Linked DNA regions of Mus musculus: regions 2 and 3 are each linked to region 1. The links are chromatin contacts, called in public promoter capture Hi-C maps. All regions are on one chromosome and are shown on one strand. The core of a region is the stretch at or near the end of the contact, and the rest is flanking DNA. Distances in the headings are between cores, read along the strand shown.

The links. Promoter capture Hi-C pulls out the DNA fragments that hold promoters and counts their contacts.
Region 2: a promoter capture Hi-C map of liver shows a contact between it and region 1, with 3 times the contacts expected there. The contact joins the enhancer-like site here to the promoter of Nemf in region 1. A contact is called at or near these places in 3 of 39 promoter capture datasets (cranial neural crest, hippocampal neurons and liver) and 1 of 115 datasets of contacts at active chromatin or transcription factors (astrocytes).
Region 3: a promoter capture Hi-C map of pre-B cells shows a contact between it and region 1, with 13 times the contacts expected there. The contact joins the promoter of Arid4a here to the promoter of Nemf in region 1. A contact is called at or near these places in 5 of 39 promoter capture datasets (cranial neural crest, hippocampal neurons, liver and 2 more), 1 of 484 Hi-C or Micro-C datasets (pro-B cells), 3 of 115 datasets of contacts at active chromatin or transcription factors (the 230-238 cell line, astrocytes and microglia) and 1 of 9 other capture datasets (liver).

What each region holds. Positions count from the first base shown.
Region 1 is chr12:69,354,862-69,358,969 of GRCm38.p6, forward strand. It overlaps Nemf (nuclear export mediator factor), which reads right to left and starts at 2,315. Exons shown (of 33, transcript NM_025441.3): 1 at 2,190-2,315; 2 at 1,418-1,486; 3 at 1,169-1,271. The coding sequence starts at 2,248.
Region 2 is chr12:71,038,341-71,042,448 of GRCm38.p6, forward strand. It overlaps Arid4a (AT rich interactive domain 4A (RBP1-like)), which reads left to right. Exons shown (of 24, transcript NM_001081195.1): 8 at 1,499-1,631. Among named protein-coding and RNA genes, the nearest start is that of Arid4a, 24 kb to the left of the region's middle. Within about 2 kb of position 2,236, at least 73 of the 459 cell types and tissues checked have an H3K27ac peak or open chromatin away from gene starts, as enhancers often do. A contact at or near this core is called in liver, where this site is marked.
Region 3 is chr12:71,014,076-71,018,183 of GRCm38.p6, forward strand. Arid4a (AT rich interactive domain 4A (RBP1-like)) reads left to right here and starts at 1,892. Exons shown (of 24, transcript NM_001081195.1): 1 at 1,892-2,086; 2 at 3,016-3,073. The coding sequence starts at 3,068. 3110056K07Rik (RIKEN cDNA 3110056K07 gene) reads right to left here and starts at 1,748. Exons shown (of 4, transcript NR_045055.1): 1 at 1,432-1,748; 2 at 381-432.

The DNA.
Region 1 (4,108 bases), core at 1,065-3,564:
GAATATTTAAATGGTAAACAAAACACTATGATCACAAAACAAAAGCTTATGATAATCAGAGACAATCTTTTATTCCTTGTTTACATTTTTGTTTATTTGGTGTGTGTGTGGTAATGCATGCATGCCACAGCATAGAGGTAGAGGTCAGTAAATAGTTTCATGAATTGGTTCTCTCCATTCACCATGTGAACTCCAGGGATCACACTCAGGTAACTTTTGTCCACTGAGTCATCGTGCCAGGTCCCAGTGGGTCCTTAAGCCTTTATTCTAATAACTTATAACTGAAATAGTTATTTTTGTATTCTATTTTTTAGATAATAGCAAATACAAGAACCAGAGCAGCTATTGACTTATCATACTGCAAAAAAACCTTACCATTTAAGTAAACAAATACACTTAACTCATAAAAGTGCCAAGAGTTTGCTGTTATTGGTTACTATTTTTTAAGGCAAAATGTCACTCAGTAGCCCAGGCTAACTAACCTTACCTCAGTCCCCTGAATGCTGGTGTCATAGGTGTGAACTACCATACCCAGCTCAACATTCTTTGAGAAGAGATGATGGCAAAGTACTACAAGTCTAGCACAAGAAGAAAGATCATCCTAAATATGAGATCAGTCTGCTCTGTATCAAGTTCCAAGCCACACTCCTTTAGTTCTGGTACTTGGGAGGCAGAGGTAGGCCCATCTCTTGAGTTTGAGGCCAACATGGTCTACAGAGAGATTTCTAGGACAGCCAAGGCTACACAGGCAAACTCTGTTTCAAACAACAACAACAATGAAACAACAACAACAACAACGAAACAACAACAACAACAACAAACAACAACAACAACAACAACAACAATGAAGCAAGTTCCAGGTCAGCAGATTAAGGCACATGGATCAACAACAACAACAACAACAACAATGAAGCAAGTTCCAGGTCAGCAGATTAAGGCACATGGATCAAGTCTGGGGATTTAAGTTGGATCTTACCCCTGACCCCTCATCTCACAGCAAAACTGACTCCCCCCCAGGTTGTCTTCTGACATTCACTTGAGAGCCCCAAGTTGTACCTGTTTGTTGTTTCCACCTACACAGACACACACACACACACACATACATACATACATGATAAATAGATAGATAAATGGAGTTTTAAAAATTAGCTCCAAACTTAAAATTTACCTTCATGGCAAAACTCGACGGCATCATGTTCTTAGGCCACTCAAATTCTGTTGTATGAATACGTATACCAGACTCAAGTAACAGTGTAGCTTTAAAATCAGGTCTGTTCAAGAGAAAGCCAAATTTTTCTTTAGGGAATTTGCCAAAACTTATTCTCTGAATTTAAAAAAACAAAACCTAAAATGCAGGATATATATATATATATATATATCATAATTTACCAAAAACAATCTTATAAAATATTCTTACTTTTGAAGCCGAATAAGATATGTCTTGTTATCCACATCATAAACGTTGTTTACTCTCATTCCTAGCAAGCTGAAAAAAAAAGAAACATATAACAAATCATTGTTCTTGGTTGAAGCAAAACTTTCCATCATTTATTGGTGTTGTGGAAAAGGAACTCTTCCGCTAAGATACCTCCACCGCCTATAAAGGTATCCTCAAATTAAATGTAGACTTTTAAGCACAAAAGTGGCCTGTTGATCTCAGTAACACCAGACTACTAGTGCTGGGGTGGGGTGGGGGGTGTAAATACAGTAAAATTAAGTCTAAATGACTTATTCGGAGCGGAGGAAGTAGCCGAGTCCCCGAAAATGCGACAAAGCTCACACAGCTGAATAGGCGACAAGTCCAGGACACAGGTCCAAATCTGCCCATTTCAGCTGGAAGGCCCTGCTACTTCTCTTTGGGAAGAAGGACGGGAATTCTGAAGAAGCCAGGCCGCCAGTCTGGAGCAAAGACGATCACTCCCGTTCTACCAAACGCTCGCTGCGGGACTCAGGCCACCCCGGCAAGACCTCTCGGAATCAGCGCCAGGGAGATGCAGCATCAGGCACGGTCCCCGGGGGGGGGGGGGGGGGGGGTGTCTCCCGGGGGCACCGGCCCCGGGCTCGGCCCCCAGGCCTAGAGAATCCCCGAGGCACCGGGACGACCGTGAGGCTCTCCGTCTCGCGACCACCCGGTGCCCGGCCTCCGCTCCCTCTGCTGTGAACGAGCCTGTCCACTCCCACCACCATACCTCGCATTCAGTTCCGCGAGCACTGCGCGGAGGTCAACCGTGCTGAACCGGCTCTTCATGGCTAGGCTGCGTGTCGCTACCGCAGTCCTTTCAGGGACTGAGCCGACGCAGGACCACTATGCTTCTGCGCATGAGCGCTTGGCTTGTGTCTACGGCAACCCAAATGACCCAATATTACTTATAGTGAAAGTGCGCTATTTAACCGAAGTTTGTTGTCAAATCATGATCAATTATTTTTTTCACTGTGTAAAAAAAACTCGACATAGAACTAACTACCTTCTCGAAACTGCGTCCTTTCCTTGAACAATGACCGGGTTAATCCCGTCCCCTTGTTTGGGGATTAAAATGGGTCTCCATTAGGATCCTGTAGGTCATTAACCATTAATCAGTTGCCCCAGGAAGGCGCTATCGCTCAGGATGGAAGAGCAAGGGGTCTTTCTAAACGCGAATTTGAGACTAGACAAAAACCAACGGTTGGTTTTCCCTGACTCTGACAAGCCGTAGAGATGGGTTCCTATTTTGCTGGGTACTACTCTCCGAAATAGGATTCTGCGGCATACTGTAGAATTCTCATTCAAGTTGAATGGGGTGGGGTTCTATATAGCCCGAGTTTCATAAATTCTTGGCACCTCAAATACTCAAAAATTCACTAAGTAAAGATGTCAGATAAAAATAAAGTAAGAGTTCCCATGGGAGAAGGAGAAAAAGTTCTCCTCCCACACCCCAGCGTTCTCTAAACTGCTTCAAGTTCTGCATGCTACCAATTCATACATAAATTATTCAGGGTTCAAATATACGATAGTTAATTCGTCTAAATTTTTCTTTTTAAAAGTTCTAATGTTAGTAATAAACAAATCTAAAACTAAGAACAAAAATCTACTAGTTTTGGACAGTGGAAGGTGTGTGTGTGTGGGGGGGTGGTTGTCATGGTCATTTTTGATACAGGGTCTTTCTATGTAGCCCAGGACACCTTAGAACTCTGAATTTTCTTGTCTCTGCCTTTTTGAGTGCTGAAATTACCAACACATTTAGAAACTGGAGGAATTTTAAAATCAGTGAAACATGTATTTAAAAGTTTAAAGTCATTAGCATTCACATCGCTATAAGTTCTTAGAATGGGTGACCAAAAAAGCAAAAGAAAGCAGGGAAAGTGTCAAATTTGTATATCTAAAAACATAAGGATTTTTGTAATTACTCTGCTTTTGAGACAGGGCATGCTATATAGTCAAGGTTAGTCTAAACTCACCCTATAAGCCAGGCTGTCCTCAGTCTCCCTCTGATTCCAGCCTCATTGGTATTGGAATTGCAGGTACATACTATCATGCCCAGATAGATCATAAACCTTTAATGTTGGCAAATGTGTTAATCTAGTTTCTATTGTTGTAACAAAATACCAACAGTTAAACAATGTACAAAGTTCACAGTTTTAGCAGCTGGAACTCTGAAACTGAGTAGCCACATCTATTTCAATCTAACAAGGGCAGCCCCCCTGCTACATTCCAGCATCTTGAGGGAAGCACATGGAAAGAGAGGGGGCAGTTCCGAGGTGAGACGGAAGCAGCAGGGGTGCACGCGCCAGGCTTCTTCTTATGATAGCTTCTTCATGAGTGAAACTGGTTTCTCTCAAGAACAATAGCATTTCTGATTTTTAAAGGCTTTCACCGCTACACCTGGCACCAAGCTTCCAGCACTCGAAAGGGATCTAAAACACAGCATTTTGTAGTAAGCATCAGTTTTTTATTCTATCCTAAATACAAGTAGAAGGCTAAATGTACAGCCAAAACATATACAGAGTCTTGGACATGGGGAAATTGATAGAAAATTGTAGGATATTTAAAATCAAAGTACAACCATGTTTCAGAAGAGAGCAACAGATCTGAATCTTTTTCAGCTCTTATCAGTCTTCCTCTGAGTCAAGT
Region 2 (4,108 bases), core at 986-3,485, 1.7 Mb after region 1:
GGATGCAGATGTTTTTCAGGGGTTTTTCATTTATAGATTAAGGTTATTCAGTGTAGACAGCAAGTGGTGTGTGCTCTTCTCAGTGTAAGGACACCAGTAGATACTCACCATCTGTTTGCCCCATCATTGCTGGCATCCCTGTGGTGAGTGGCTAGTGCTCTACCTGCCTAGTTCCTGGGCATAGAGTTCTCCAAGTCACCTTCCCTTCTCCCCTCTGGGGTGCGGCTCCCCTCAAGCTGTCCTTCCTCCTTGTTTAATTACTCACTGGGGCTCCTCTTATATATCAGCACTGTTACAGCAAAACAATGACTTTGTAACTTTTCCCTCCAGCCTCATTTCTTACTTACATTTGGTTGTCATAGCTATAATAAAGTCTTCCTAGGCCAGCAAGGCAGTTTGCAGGTAACAGCACTTGTTACCAAGCCTGTCTATTTGAATTTGATTCCTGAATCTCCCATGGTAGAAGAAGAGAACCAAGTCATGCAAGTTGTCCTTTGACCTGTATGTATGTGCTTTGGCGCTTGTACGTACAGAAACAGACACACACACACACACACACTCTACAGGATCCTATTACTAGTTTATAACTGAGGACAATGGGATTGATAGTGTCTTGGCAGTTTGGACTAGTGTTGTGTGTGTTTTCCAGTGTGTAGCAAGTGCTTAGCACATTTATTTAATAAGTCATTAATGGTATTTGTACTCATAACATAGTATTATAGTCTTTAATAATTGTAACTTTCAAAAAGTTGAGTAGGCTGATATTTCAGTGCAGGACACTCACATAAGCAATTGTAGGTGTTAGAGCTAAAGATACGGAAATGTCGTCAGTGTGGAAAGTAAAGAGTCCTGTGGTAGCTCCTAGGCAACGGGTCTGTGAGAGGAAAAGGACCAAGTGCCTCAGATCATTAGTAGTTAACAGCCCTGCATAGTGCAGTGAATGGCAGATATCAGCATATTCAGGATGCTTCAAGAGCATGTCAGATTACTATTTACCATGATTTTAAAAGCGTACATTCTCATTTTTATTTAAAAAGCATAGACTCATAATTAATGCTTGTTATGGACACTTAGAAGTAAATGATTACCCCAGAGAAGATACCTGAATAAACCCACATATACTTTTTGGGAGCTATTTTCATACCCTACTAGAAAATTAAACTTGCATTATTTGCCCCCTGGCATTAAAAACCAGACAGGTAATGTGTTTCTAAAAGTGAATGAGGTGATACAGAGAAGTTAGGCTTCTCTGTCCTGGCAGAGGAACCGAAGCCCAGGTATTCACTGACCAGTGAAGCAAACTCAAGTGTTGCTTACTTAGGTGGTTCAGTTACTTGTGTGAGGCAGGAGACTGTCCATCTCCTCAGCCCCAGTAAGAATGGAGAGGCAGCCATAGGGGCCAGTGGACCATGCAGAAGTCACAGCACTCTGACATGCCTAGGTCTGGGACACTAGGATATGGACATTTGGATAATGACCAGGTTCTCCTGACTCTTAGCACTGAAGACGAAAAGGAAGAAGAAAGCAGCGAAGAGGAAGATGAAGATAAGAGGCGTCTCAATGACGAATTATTAGGAAAAGTTGTAAGTGTGGCCTCCACAGCAGAGAGCACTGGATGGTACCCTGCTTTGGTAAGTTTCATTGCAAAATTAGTCAGCTGTATTAGTTGTCGAGAATGGATTTTTTAAAATGTATGTAAAATATTTTGGAAGTATTATAAATCTAACGAAGATGTAATTGTAATTTAATATTAAGACAGGCCCACTCACATGGCCATTGTCTTTCTTTGGCTTTCCTTCTGTTATCTGTTTGTTGACCTTTCAGGTTTTCCCCTCAGATGTGTTCTTCATTCTGCCCTGTTTATCGCCTCACCGCTTCAGTTCCTGTAGGTCAAGTCCTCAATATTCTTTATGGCTGTTTTGTTTGTTTTACTGGATAGTCCAGGCTGGCCCGGAACTTACTGTGTGGCCCAGGCTGGCCTCAGATTCATAACAATCCTCCTGCTTCAGTCTCTTCAGGTGTAGGATCACGGTGTGAGCCACCACATCTGGCTTCTTAATTCTTTCTTTATTACATTCAGCTAATTATCTAGAACTAAGTTTTTAGGTAGAACCATTTAAAAATAATCGATTTATCTCACAGTAATCCCAACAACTTGGTCAGATGTGGTGCTTCAGGGCTGTAGTCTCAGCTTCTCTAGAGTCCAAAACAGGAAGTGTGCTTCAGCCCAGGAGGTGGAGACTAACTTGGTCTCAATAACAAAACAAGACACTGGGGGTGGGGCAGGGAACAAGCACACTGGTAAGAGCACTTGCCCTGCAAGCAGGAGAGCTTGGGGACTCCGGTGCCTATGTAAGGAGCCAGGCATAGCCTGGGGTTGAGTGCCCAGACAACAGAGTCAAAACCACGCTGTCCAGCCAGCCTAGCCAAAGAAGCAAGCTTCAGTTAAGCGAGAGACCTTGTCTCAGCGCAGTGCAGTGTCGGAGAGTGACAGAAGACATCTGTTCCCGTGTTTTGCATCCCTATGTGCATGAGCACATGCATCAATGTGTTCATATGCACCCACACATCTGTGTGCATGCACCACACACACATGCGATATACAAAACCTTGATCTTTCAGTTAATTAATCTAGTTTTACTGAGTCTGCTTCATCAACTAATTTCACTTTTTTTTTTTTTTTTTTTTTTTTGGTTTTTTGAGACAGGGTTTTTCTGTGTAGCCCTGGCTGTCCTGGAACTCACTCAGTAGACCAGGCTGGCCTCGAACTCGGAAATCTTTCTGCCTCTGCCTCCCAAGTGCTGGGATTACAGGCGTGCGCCACCACTGCCCCCCTTCAAATTCTTTTAATGAATATCTAAGACTCCTTCACCATAAGCTCCCTTCCACTTTCTTATTTTATTTTTTTATTTTTAAAGCATCTGAGTGCTCTATCTGCATGAATGTCTGTGTGCCAGAAGAGGGCATCGGATCCCATTACAGATGGTTGTGAGCCACCATGTGGTTGCTGTGGATTGAACTCAGGATCTCTGGATGAGCAGTCAGTGCTCTTAACCACTGAGCCATTTTTTCAGCCCCAGCTTTTTTTATTTTTAAGTTTTATTTATTATTTATATGTAGCTGTCTTCAGACACACCAGAAGAGGGCATCAGATCCCATTACAGATGGTTGTAAGCCATCTTGTGGTTGCTGGAATTTGAACTCGGGACCTCTGGAAGAGCTGCTGTCAGTGCTCTTAACCGCTGAGCCATGTATCCAGCCCAAGCCCCAGCTTTTTTATTTTGAGGCAGGGTTTTACATATTTCAGGCTGGCCTCCAATTTGCCAGTCCGCCTAGGATGACCTTGAACTTCACCTCCCAGACACCATTGGCCCAGGCATGCTAGGCAGGCACTCTTCCACCCAGCTACTTTCCTTACTACGCCTAAGCTAACTTCTTCAATTTGTGCGCCTTTACTCCACCCTGAGTTAATGAGTGTTACCTGAGGACAGGAGTGAGCTTGCTTTGCCTTGACTGTAAATTCCTCAGAAGACAGGCAAGTGTGGGCTTTTCATTGTGACTCCCAAGAACATGCGCTCTACACATAAAGCAGACTATGTTGGGAGTTATAGACTCATTCTTTAAACCCAGTGTAGCAGCGCACGCCTTTGATCCCAGTGCTCAGGAGGCAGAGGCAGATTTCTGAGTTTGAGGCCAGCCTGGACTACAGAATAAGTCCTAGGATAGCCAGGGCTACACAGAGAAACTCTGACTTGAAACCCCCTGTCTCCCCAAAAAAGTGGTAGTAATTTTTTAGTACTGGTACATAAAGTAAACTAAGGAAGTAATAGAAAGGAAGGATCTCCACCCTTAGATGTTTAACGCTGTAGAAATGGCGGTTTCATGGCACAGAAGAAGGGACAGATGGTCACAGAGGGTCTTTTATGAGAGGTCGGAGACTGCTTAGGTGTAGTTGTCTCACAAAAATCCTCTTTGACCGATGGTGAGAGAGAGGAGGGGGAGAATAGGATGCAACTGCAAATATCATTGACCCTTGAAGCAGAAGGGCCTTCCAAGGGTCACCTAAAACTCAGGGATAATTCTGCAGATAGTTCTGAAAAGGAATGGT
Region 3 (4,108 bases), core at 642-3,141, 1.7 Mb after region 1:
TGTTAAGATTCTGACTTAAGACACTGAGTGTTAAAAAGTCTAAGAATCAAAGCTGGGTGGGCATGGTGTGCTGTGGAGCTGAAGCAGGGACGGCAGTTCAAGGTCATGAGCTTGGACTACCAAAATCCTGTCTCCAAAAACCAGAGTCCAGAAAGGAGGAGCCCAGAATGGGTGAGCTTGAATATTAGGGATGCTTTTTATCTGTGGCTTTCTCTAGGGTATAACATCAGGAAGCTAATTAAACCGACTCATTTGAAAGCTTGAACTAACAAAACATCTTCAACAACCAGTCACGTAGCCTAGTATTTGGCTCTAGTCTACAGAAAATCTCAGCACACACCTGTCCCAAGTCACAAGATTTCAAAAGACACAGGACTCACCTCTGTGATACTTTGGGTTGTCATGGAGGTGTCTGTTGTCTTCAGCACAACTCTAGAAAAACAAACAAAAATCCTCAACTGTTTACTCAACCATTTTCTAGTTTTGTGCATCACCAAAACTAAGCAGATTTTAAAAAGATAGACATGACTTAGTAAAACTACCAAAATACACTTCACAATCTTAACAAATTTTGAAAAAACAAAAACAACAAATATTAACTAGTTGATATGGCGTTAGTTCAGACGTACTCAACTGTGCAATTTACTGGGGTTAACATTTCACATTTTAATTTAGGGCATAAGCTGTTGCCCAATTGTTAAGTTTTGTGTCATTTAACAAGACAATGTGCTGACGACAGAATCCATGTCTATCTGGTCCAGAAAACCCTTTCATCTAAGAAACTGTCGTTCCTTCCTGAAGCATTAATACTTTCTTCGAAAAAATAGTATAGTATTCGCCTCATGCAGTGACAAGAGTCGCTTGTCTAAGGTCATAGTGGCAGCAGCGTCTGTCCTGGCAGGCACATTCCTCAGCATTCCGAAAGCCGGGGCTTCCACGTTTCCTCCAAGCTTCACAGTTGGAGGAAATAACTCTTCTTCCCCACGCAAGACGTTTCTAGAAACCACACCTCCTCCGTCTTTTACCAAGGTGGCTGCCACCTTGGGCCCCTGGTGTCTGCAGACCGCAACCCAGCTTCCGAAATGCAATGTCAAAGGGAGACAGAGCTATGCCGGGAGGAAGGGGGGGGGGTGTCAGTAAAATCCCGCCATCCCGAGTGAAGGGGCGCAAAGGGCCGCTTACTCACCTACACGTGCGCCCCCGACCTCGCCCCCTTCCTCCACGCCCCCCCAGCCACGCTCCGCCGCCGGCGGACAGCGGCTCCCATGGCCGCCCTCGCTTCCGGTGCTCCCAGCGCTGCGCCACCCCCGAGGCCACCCGACACCGGGAGCCTCCGACAGACCTCTCGGACGACTCCGTGACTCCTCCACCCTTCGCTAGGCGTTGTCCTGGAGGGAAGGGTAAGCCGGTGCCACACTGAAATAAACCTACCCGAGAGAGTCCGCGTCCTTCCCTCCAGACACAGAAAATGGGATAGAGCTGCGGGCTGCTGCTGCCGGGACAAAATGGCGCCGGGGAACCGGTTAGGCGCAGGCGCCTGGGGAAGAGCCGGCTCCGCCCCCGTGAAAAACCCTGGCTGCAGTTCTGGATTCCGTTTCCATGGGACACGCCACCGCCCAATCCTCGTGCGGAACTGCTCTTCCTGACCCCTTGTTCTCCAATCAGTGTTCAGTCAAGCACATCCGGAGTCGGCTCCTCCAATCAAATTTTTGGGCTCTCTTACTCAATCCTCTATCCTCCAATAACGTGCGTGTTCGGATACAGCCAATCAGAAGTGGAAGCTATCCTACCTGCTGTTTTCCGCACCAATCATGGAAGTTTCCCAGCTACATCCAATGAGAAAGGCAGACAGCGAGCTCCAATCCGAAGCTATTCGGCGTCATGAGCAGCCAATAGGAGTTCGTGTAGAAGCGAGTCTGCTCAACAGCTTGTTATTTGGTGGATTGTGGCAGTAAATCGGGGCGAGTGGGGGAACCCGGCGCAGGAACTGCCGCTGCGGCCGGGAGCGGTGCTGCCCGGACGGGGACCCACGGCGATCAGTGGGGCGGCAGACTGGAGAGCTGACAGCGCTCTGCACCCGCAGTAGGTAGGTAGTCAGCGGGGGCCGCTGAATGGGCAAAGCGGCGGGAGCAGCTGCTGCCGCGATGGGGTCCCGGTGCAGTTGGGAGCTCCGCAGGCTGAGAGGGGGATGCAGGGCGGGCTGTGCCCGGGGCGCCGGGCAGCGATCGGGTCCTGGAGTCGCGGCGGCAACTGCGGGCACGACCGCCTCCGCCGCCTCCCCGGGAAAATGGCTGTGGGGCTGGCCGCGCCGCTAAGTTTGCTTTGGAGGAGCGGGCTGCCGGGAGAACCGGCCCCCAACTCTGCTGTGCTTCTTTGGCGAGGACCCGCTGCTGGACCGCGGAGATCGGGGTGCCCGCGCCTCTCCGGGCTGTACAAAAAGTTGAGGCGGGCGCGGGAGGAGACGGCCGCTGCGGCGGTGCGGCTCGCTCCCCTCCCACACCCTGTCCTGCCGCCTCCCCGCCCCGCGCCTCCCCCGCCGGGTCCCCCCGCGCCGGCCGCCGCCGCAGGCCGCCGCCCCTGCCCCCCGGGTGAAGGAGCGCTTCTCCTTCCTGACATGGTGCAGAGCGGAGGCAGGAGAGCAATGGCGCCGTGACACTCCGTTGCCGCCGCCGCGGGCCGGGCCGGGGCGGGCCAAGGGGGCCGAGCGGCGGAGGCGGGGCGCGCGCTAGAGTCGGGGCCCGGCGGGGCGCGGACCCGGGAGGCCGGGGCGCAGGGGGCTGCGAGTGGCCGACGAGGCGGGGGCGCGGTGGGCCGGCCGGCCGGGCAGGGGCGGGACGCGCTGCCCTTTGGCGCGCGTGGGGCTCACTGCCCGCCAGGCTTTGGCTGCCCGACGGGGGTCTGTCCCGGGGGCCGCGGAGCTCGGCCCCTCCCCGCCTGCATTTGTTTACTTTCTTTCCGGGTCTCACCCCGCCTTGGACTGATCCTCTGCCTCTCTTTTCCCTGCTTTGGCTCTAGCGCCCGGGAAGAGAACTCGAGGAAGCTGGAACCCCACAGGTCACCAGTCAAGATGAAGGTAAGTGGAGCCAACTCTTCTTCTTAGCCTTGTGCCCCGGACGCTGCCAGTCCGGAGGCTGCAGTTGTGGAATGGCAGCTTTTTGTTACTTAGAATTGATTTCTTTACTAAGAAGCACTTTAAGGAAAATGACATGTGAATGGGTGAGGGGTGTGTGTGTGTGTGTGTGCGTGTTCGAATGTGTGTGTGTGTGTGTGTGTATAAATGCAGGCGGTCCAACACTCTCTAGCAGTTAGCACTTTGAGAAGATCGGTGCAGTCTTTCGATTTTCAAACACTTCAGTGTCAAAAACACCTTTCAAGAAGAAAAGCTTTTGTCCTGCTTTGGTTTTTGCAAGGTTTTTTTGTTTTGCTTTGCTTTTGCTTTCTTTAAAACCTATACTTCCCCCTTTCCACTACCAATGCCATTTTCTAAAAGACATGTTATGTAGCTTGAGTAAGAGAGATAGTTCTGTATATTTTTGGGGAAAGAAAGTAAACTAAGGTGATGACAATATTTAGATTGATTAGTTCAGTCTTCATAATATATATCTTAAAACGTGGATTCTATGTGTAGCTTTTGAAGCTTCCTAATCTTACAAACATCAGTGGCAGCCTGCTTGAAGGGAAAGAAAGCTTTCATAACATTCCTCAGAATTCGGTAGGATACTGTGGCTCTTGTTTGTTTCTGGTCAGATACTTACCAAAAAGTATTCCTCTTCATTTTTTATTCTTTTTAAGTAGACTGACATTTAAACGTGCATGATTAACGTTGTACTTAGTGTTCGGTGTGTGTGTGCGTGTGTGTAAATAGAAAATATATAGTTGTTTTTGTTTCGGTTATTTTGAAACAGTATACTTTACCCGGGCTAGCCTGGAACTCACGATGTAGACTCTCAAGGCTGACCTTGAACTCCCTTGACGTCCTCCTGCGTCTGCCCAAGTGCTGGCAGGATGAGCATGCTATACCATTGCCTGACTCGGTTTAAGTATATTACTTTCTGAAATTCTCAAACTTCCTCTTATATATTTTTTTTTATTTTGGAGTGACACAACT